Regions from separate parts of the Gasterosteus aculeatus genome. Here region 1 is linked to region 2. A link is a contact called in public Hi-C data. All regions are on one chromosome and are shown on one strand. The core of a region is the stretch at or near the end of the contact, and the rest is flanking DNA. Distances in the headings are between cores, read along the strand shown.

Region 1 (4,024 bases), core at 72-2,571, 37 kb before region 2:
TGAGATGAACAAATCTTAGTTTTAGTTTGAGAAAAGTTCCGAGTCCTTATGTATGTGTACAGAAGTAGTCCCAGCATGATGAAATCAAAATTAATTGTTAATTAATTAATATATTGGATATTTTACGATATATATATATATCAGACAGTTTTGTTCTCCAAATATAAATTAAATGATCAGTTTGTTTTGCTATATATATATATATATATATATATATATATATATATATATATATATATATATATATATATATATATATATATATATATATATATATATATATATATGAGCTTATGAGTGACATCTCTATTTTAAGGATATTCGATGCTTTGCGGGACAGTCTTTACATATTTTGTAAAGTGGTATTAATTGCTTTTCAAAGAAAATGCAGTCAAGTGGTGTTTCACATGGAAACGTAGCCGGATGACATTAGAAGTGCAAACGCCCATAACATTAGACTTCAAGTCCAGCACGAGTAAGTTAATTTACTTAATGCTTTATAATAAATTAGCTTTATAACCATTAATATTGATAATTAACGGATGGATGGGTATGAAGACAGACGGATAGATAATTGGATAGTATGAGATTATGTGGCTAAATATAGCAAAACCAACTGAGGATCATTTAATTTGTATTTGGAGAACAAAACTGACTTGCATTCCAAATTAGAATATTGATCAACCATTTGTTATTTAAAAAAATATATATTAAACGATAACGATAGTTGTTATAACATCAAAATATTGACAAAGATAATAAGGAAGAAAACAATGAATGAAAAAAGACAACGACAGAGGGAGACATTCAATGACTGTTGGTCATAGATTAACATTTGGTTTAACTGGAAAGTAAAGAAAAGTATAATCCAATGGGACACTTTTTTTTTTACAGAAATCACAGAGCTCTTCCAAGTAATCACAGCAGCATTATCAACAGTCAAGAGAATATACAGGATCTTAAAATGTTCACAATAAGTTAGTTTTCGTTTTAAGTATCCAGATGGTCTTCCTTTAGAGATACAAAAAGCTTGTATCCTTCCACGGTCTATCCATCCATAAAATAATTCGTTTTAGCATTTCAACATTCAAATATTTCAGTAGGCACCACATTTTCCCTCTTCTAGATCCCGATGGTTGGAATATATTTATGCATGACTATAAATGTAATTTAATCTTAAGCATATGCATAAAAGGGGCATATTTAAATTACTATACAGAGTGCGTTAAAGCATAATAACTCAAACATAGTCCCTGTAATTGAAATAATTGTTTTAAATACTGGCGATATAACTAGTTTTACACAGGCGCACCACATCTACCCTTCCGCTGGGATAATAAGGCCCTCGGTCTGTGACGTAATTCCCCCGCGACTGGAATCATTCAAAACAATAATCTTTTTTATATCTCAGTTTTACACTAGTATTTTATCCGAGAGCGGAACACAATGGCGTTGGAAACTGTCCCCAAAGACCTGCGCCATCTGCGAGCCTGTCTCCTTTGTTCTTTAGTGAAGGTAAGCGGTTAATCGCCATAAAGCAACGCTCAAACTAGCTTATTTGCTAACGTGTAGCCGGTTCCTGTGCTCTAGTTTTCTTGTTGCGTAACATTAAATGAAACGTAAACGCGTTCACAGCGACCATAATTCACTTAATAACACCAATACACAGGCGTACGCTTTCCCATGCTTGTTTACATTAAGACGCCTGGTCTGATTTGTTCCTCTACCATCGTTAACCAGATTCAAACATAGTGTTAACCCAAGTGCTTTAATCATTAATGTAACTTTACTTTATTCAAGAGTCTCTCCGTTTTGTTTGTTTAACGCTAGATCTTTGCATATTGCAACTTAATACTGTAAAATATGTTTTCTGCATATTGCGCACTCAAACGTAAACATTCTTTTGTAGCGATAACATTTCGTGGTGGTCACTGTACACCCAACGCTGTGTCCTGCTGTGTAGTTTGTATCCATTCTTTGCTGTTATTATTGTCCTTGATTTAAGAGTTCCCTTCTACTTGTTTTCTTTAGACCATCGACCAGTTTGAATACGACGGCTGTGACAACTGTGAGTCGTACCTCCAGATGAAGGGGAACCGGGAAATGGTTTATGAATGCACAAGCTCCTCGTTTGATGGGTAAACATTGATTTTAGCATGTATTTCAAAACAACAACAAAGCTTTTCTTTGTTTTCTAGATGTTTATCATTTACTGTCTGTGTGTCCACAGTGTGATATCCATGATGAGTCCTGACGACAGCTGGGTAGCTAAATGGCAGAGGATAGGTAAGGAAATGTGAAGAAGACCGAGTAGAAGAACTCTTAAGTAAGCTTTACGGTATGCCGTCCCTAAGCTATGGATACATGTTTTTATAATTGTTTATATTTTCTCCATCCTACAGGCAACTTTAAGCCAGGTGTATATGCAGTGTCGGTAACGGGCAGACTACCTCCAGGTACACTTTATTTAAACTAATCCACCTCCATATGCATCAAATGTAATGTTTGGCTTTTTCTTGATTGGAATTCAGGGTTCGTACGGTCATGGAAAACCTGGAAAAGTCATGGAATTTCAAAATGGTCATTTCCAGGCCTGGAAAAGTCATGGAAAGAAATGAAATCTTAAAAGTTTTGCAAAAGTCATGGAAATTTGTTATATTTCTATGGTCATGTGGTTCATTTAAGATTACGTTTGAAATCATTCATATGGTTTTAAAGCGACGCAGGACGCTCTGATACTCGCAGCGCAAATAATTTGCACCGCGGCTGTGTAAAGGCGCCTTAACTGAAAAGTTCGGTAGCTCAGGAATCATCCAGTGTCAGGGAAGTGTAGATTTAACCGTGGTTGGCTACATATGGAAAAGTGCATCTCATGAGTTACGACAAACAAAGACCCGGGACGAACAGAATGTAAGTAATGTGGAGGCGGAATATGATATATTTTAAACATGGGAGAGCGGCATTAACAAGCCGTGCTAAAGGAAGCAGACATCACTGCGCCGCTGCTAGCGAAGCTACTACAGAAACCCCATCAGAGGGCGACTGCTAGCGAAGCCACCATGCCGAGCAGCACGTCTCTCTCTTCGGCCACCGGCGCTGTACGCGACACCGACATTTTCCGACGTGCGCTGCCCGTCTGCCAGCAGCAATTCCAAGTTGTAAACAGAGGGCGCGGCGGCGTTGCTTCGGTGTTCTTTGTCATTGAGCCGTATTAAGCTGCAGACACGTGACTTAATTTTCCTCCTCGAATGACAGGAGATCATTTGATTCTTTTCGTTTTGTGTTTATTTTATGCTGCAATGCGTCAACATAATATACAATTACTACATTCTGTCACACGGCAGATAATGGTGTTGCACCTACTGCAATCGCGACGTCAATACATGGAGACACACAAGGAACGTCAATCCAACATAAATGCGTTCAATACAAGTTACATATCCTTAGTTCCTGCACAATGACCATAAATTAAATGATTAATATTCCCAAAATTCCAATCAAGTAATACATACACTTCAGGCTCTTACAGAGACTGTTGTCTACTGTAAACTGTTAACAGTTCATGTATTGTCCATAATTTGAAGTAAAATAATGGAAAACAAGTATTGTTTTAGGCACTGTTTAGGCACCGGTATGTTTTATAAGTATCGTTTTAGCACTGGTGTCAGGAAAACCCCAAACGATACTCATCCATAGTGGATAATTGTATGATTATAACATCTTGAGACCGAATTAAATGGTGGGGGAAGCACTGTATGCTTTGGTATTCTCATTGTTAGTTTAAATACTACATTTTCTCACTTTCATGTATACACTGAGATTTCACACTTATTTGGTCATGGACATTTTGTTTGAAGTCATGGAAATGTCATGGAAATCCACTGGTCAAAATGTGTATGAACCCTGGGAATTCCATCATTGATGAGGATTGCATGTTTCATTTTCTTTTCTAAAGGTGTGGTGAGAGAGTTGAAAAGCAGAGGAGTGATCTACAAATCCAGAGACACAGCAGTGAAGTCATAAA
Region 2 (4,463 bases), core at 260-2,759:
CGGAGGAAATACCGGGGCGGATTTTTACCCTCGGGGCAGGAGAGAGTGTCACCTCCCTCGAGACTCCAGAAGGCTATTTCACCCAGAGACACCATGTCCCATGAGCCACCAGTGCAGTCTAAAAAGACATGAACAGTGCAAGGGGAAAGAGGTTGGATGGGCACATACAGTAGAAGCGATTTGGACTAGTTTGCACTGCTGAAGTAGTTGTGGCTGGGATTACATTATAATGGATATTCTCAAAAGCATGCACCTGTGCCTTTAATTCACAGCCTGTGTTGAACATTCGGAAACGTAAGAGGTTGTGCTCCGTTTGTAGTTCTGACACACAAAAGAGAAGGAAGGCATTCTGTCAAAGAGTGGACTGAGGCTGCTGGTCCATATGTCCCGAGCCATGCTTTGTGCCAGGATTTCCCTAAGAAATTAAAGTACACTAAAAAGGATTATCTACCATGAAAGTTGGGTTAGGGATTATTGAAATGTAGCTGTTTTTTTAGATTCCCTTCAAAGTACTAAATAGTACATAATAATAATGAAAAAAGGACCTTGTGATGTACAGCTGATGGTGATTCATCCACTAACACGACCCAAAAGCCCTCAGCAACTAAGACTTTCTCTCTCTGCACAGGATGTACTGTGGTGCTGGAGAAACCTTCGGGGTGGTGTGGCTCACCTCGCTCTGCAGTCAGGCCCACCCCGTTGGTCAGAACAGAGAGACTGGGATTGTTAAGGAGGCTGGCGCCGGCCAGGTCCACCTTGGAGGCCTGCAGTCGAAACTTCTCCAACTCCTGGGAGAGGGCACCAAACTGTTCTGTCTGGCTGCGACATTTGTCCTCCAGGTCTCGTACCTTCGACTGCCCAAATGGTGAACAGTGACAGTTAGTAACCAGAAGACGAGACACACTAACAAGTGAGCACAGCTGTTCTCCAGTCTCAAGTGGAGTTTGTAGAACAGTTTGTAGAAGTAACCTGCTTTATAAATTGTCAGTGGCATGCAGAAACTTCTGATGTCTGTGTGATAATACTATAAGGTAAAAACACATTTGACAAATCCAATTGTACATCTGATCTTATGGTCATGATTATTTTGGTGTATGAATAAATGGAACTGTTTAAGAAAGGGTACATCATAGTTCATACATTGCTGCCTGTATGGGATCATTACATAACAAAGGACTGCGAATACAGTTAGTTTTCTACAAAACAGACTATATAAAACATTTTATATAAGCTTTACACAAACACAAACTACAGGTTTAGTTGAAAGAAAAAAGGGGGTAGACAAAAAGAAGAGCTTTCTGGTTGGATGGGAAAGGAGGGAAGCCTACAAGCACGTTAAGAGAAGTGACTTTTTCGGCTTCTTTTTTTACACGCCGTTCAGGTTTTACTATAGAGGCTCGTTTTGGCTCTGCTGAGTTTCTACATGCGGCTGATTTCACTTCAGGTTGCGTGAGTTTCCTGTCAGGCTGATCTGACAAAAAGCCTCAGCACGAAACTGTGTGAATAACATTTCCTGTTATCTCTCACCTACGCAAGAGCCTCGCCTGCAGCCGCTCGTTATCCGGCTACACCGAGCTGAAGTGGAAATGAGGACCGAAACGCCGAGAGAAATCACTTTGAACCCTCAAATGAATGCTGAATTACAGAAAGCCACCCTGCTCAGCAGTGTGTTGGGGGAGCTCTCATGGGGGATGTGTACATGAAAACGATCAAATAAGAAGCCTGCAAGGGCGCTCAGTGCTGCTGGGACGCTAACCGTGCCACAGATGTTATCTGGTCTCATGAGAATGACCTGCACACGGCTTGCAAGCCTAAAAGAAATGAGTTAATTAATAAAGAGTTAAAGTATTTGTGGCCTCTGTGGCCCCATGAAGCGTCTATGAAATTGATGTTTATGAAGTAAAAGGCCAACTCAAGGGGTTTAAATGAAAGCAATTTGGTTTTGCTAGTTCTATAAGTAGGGGGCTTGGGTAGGGGGTGGGATTAGTGTCAGGGAATAATTAGGCCAAGATGGCTAAAGGTCAACAGTACCTGCATGCAGTCCAGTGTACTCTGGTTAGCAAAATGTGAACACAAAGGACAGAAAAAACGGAAAGACATGCTTTTGAAACAATGAAATTGAGAAAGGAATAAAGCAGAAACACAGCAGTCCGAGTTCAGGTCTGCAGGTCAAGAAAATCCTGTTGTGAACCAGTATCACTAGAACGTGTCTGCAGCTGCCTGTTTTAATATGCACAAATACTGGGGTTAGTCGTACAGGCATTGCGTTGACTCGGGAAAAGACACTTTCTCCCTTGATGCTTTGGGTTTAAATACACGCAGCAAGTGAGAGAAACAAAGCAAGAGGAAGGAAACAAGCACTTAAAGAAAAAATAAGGAGTCGGGAGCAGGTATACTCTACCAGTTCCCTCTGCAACACAAGCTGAGTCAACTCCTAAAATAAAATACACACGTCATTTCAGCAAATGCACTGGGTGAAAAATTGTAGCAGAGACAGCGGACACACAGTCGGTACCTTTGGAAGACCTTTTAAGGCTCTTTTTTTTGTGTCATCATTCAAAATCATCAGCCAATCAGACAGACCAGAGGCTCCAACCGTCACAGACTGCGTCGATTTGAATTCATGTTTAAATGTCACATGGCAGCGGAGAAGCCATCTGTTCAAACGGTTTTCAGGACCCCAAATGCAGTGCAGTATAAAGTACCAGTACAAATGTTTTCTGCCAGGTGTCTAGATTTGAATAATGAGCCGCTCCACTGGTAATGGGATGCCTTTTTTGTCCTCTAAACATCCCCAAATACTGTTTGATTTGGTTAGAGAGATAAGAAACCTTTTTTAATGACAAAGTCGATTTTTTCAGATTGCACCACACTAGTGGATTAGGGAAACACTCTTTCTAATGTCGGGTCTGAGTGAATTTCTCCCCTGTGTGACTGTAGTAAACTCTTGACGCCTTCAGGATTTTTGTCTTGGTAAATCATCCTGAAGCTTTTAGAAGCATCTCAGTGCTGGACTGTGCGGCAATAAAAACCCTGCCTGGTATAGAAAAGGATTTCTCTGCTGTCACACACTAACTTACCTCCAGAACCTGAACCACCCCTTCATGCTCCCTCTTGGCGTATAACTGAGCCTGAGGATCAAACAATAAAATATTATTAAAAGGTATTATTTTAGTGTAACTTTTGTGGTTTGCTCATAAAATCCCCAACCCAGGCAGCTGTGTTATCAAACTGCTTTATTGGTGTGCAAAGGTTGCCTCCTGCTGGACAAAGCCACCCATGAGACATGAGGGTCTCTTTAATTTATCAGGGAAAACTTTAAGTTAAATACAGGAAGTGTAGAAGAGGCCGAGCGTCTTACCCGGTGTAACCGTTTGATTTCATCCTGTTTGAACTTAAGGATAGCCAGTGCCTGCTCATGTTCCAATTCCAGCTGCTGCCTTCGCTCGGCGACCTCTCGCATATGCTGTTTGGAGAAAAGAAAATATATATCAGAGCGCAGTTTATCTCTCTCACAGTGAAATAAGAATGAAGAATGAAAATAACATGTGGAGCGCCGGAGCCCAGCCGCACCTTTATGACCTGCTCTAGGTTCTCCAGTTTGGCACGGAGTCTCTGGTTCTCCTCGAGAACTGAATTGTGGTGAGCGGTCACTTCAGAGAGATCTTCCCTCAGCTCCTCATTCTCAGCCCGAGTCTGAAGAGCAATGGGAGGAGAGAGGAGCACATGATGTCCCTGTAACATGTGTCAATGTATCTCTGTTTGAGCTTTTACTACAAAAGGTGCTTTGATTGTCTTGCTAGTTGGTGTGTAACTTGTATCAATTGATGTGATTGCAAACACTATGAAATTCAGATCCACTTCACAGAGGGGACAAAAAGCTAAACATATTTTTCTGCCGTGGAGCTCGACACTGACCTGGTCGAGCAGCTGTGCCTTCCTCCTGAGGAGATCTGCCTCCTCCTTCAGTTGCTCATTTTTGCCTTGCTCATCCTCAAGCCGGTTCTCCTGCGATCAAAAGGAAAAGTTCACATCGATCTCACATCCCTTCCCGTCACCGTATCTCCCGTATGCGTACGGTGCTCAAAACAGGACTGGAGCCACAGAGCAAGTAGAGTGCTTACCAAATCCAGACATCTCTTCTGTCGCTTCTTTACTTCATGCTCAAGGTTTTCACATTCTTTTCTCTTCTTGCTCAGCTCACTTTCCTGGAACAACAGTGATTACAAAGCAAAGAAGAGTTACATTGAATCCTTACTTTTTGGGATCTCTAAAACATTTAATAGGAGATAATGTACAAGCCTGAAGACCGTGAAAACAACGTGTCACAAAGTGACAAATAAATTGCGTTTACATTTCGCAATGCGGAAAATGTTGGCTTTAGTTGACCTCTGACTAGATAACGATGAGGTATTACAAAGCTTAGCATCCTTTAATTATTCTAAATGCAGCTTACATGCAGG

The links. A called contact is a pair of places that touch in the nucleus more often than the background predicts.
Region 1: a contact with region 2 is called in a Hi-C map of skeletal muscle, with 2.5 times the contacts expected there. The contact joins the promoter of supt4h1 here to the enhancer-like site in region 2. A contact is called at or near these places in 3 of 6 Hi-C or Micro-C datasets (liver, skeletal muscle and tail fin).

The regions. Positions count from the first base shown.
Region 1 is chr7:18,195,654-18,199,677 of fGasAcu3.hap1.1, reverse strand. supt4h1 (SPT4 homolog, DSIF elongation factor subunit) reads left to right here and starts at 1,321. Exons shown (of 5, transcript XM_040182716.2): 1 at 1,321-1,515; 2 at 2,032-2,138; 3 at 2,231-2,286; 4 at 2,403-2,456; 5 at 3,956-4,024. The coding sequence starts at 1,447. The coding sequence ends at 4,023. It overlaps hsf5 (heat shock transcription factor family member 5), which reads right to left and starts at 87. Exons shown (of 2, transcript XM_078106177.1): 1 at 1-87.
Region 2 is chr7:18,158,192-18,162,654 of fGasAcu3.hap1.1, reverse strand. tspoap1 (TSPO associated protein 1) reads right to left here. Exons shown (of 32, transcript XR_013468263.1): 7 at 4,125-4,208; 8 at 3,919-4,008; 9 at 3,574-3,696; 10 at 3,362-3,466; 11 at 3,081-3,131; 12 at 2,402-2,434; 13 at 674-854; 14 at 29-118. Among protein-coding and RNA genes, the nearest start is that of LOC120822794, 25 kb to the left of the region's middle. Within about 2 kb of position 1,509, at least 5 of the 9 cell types and tissues checked have open chromatin away from gene starts, as enhancers often do.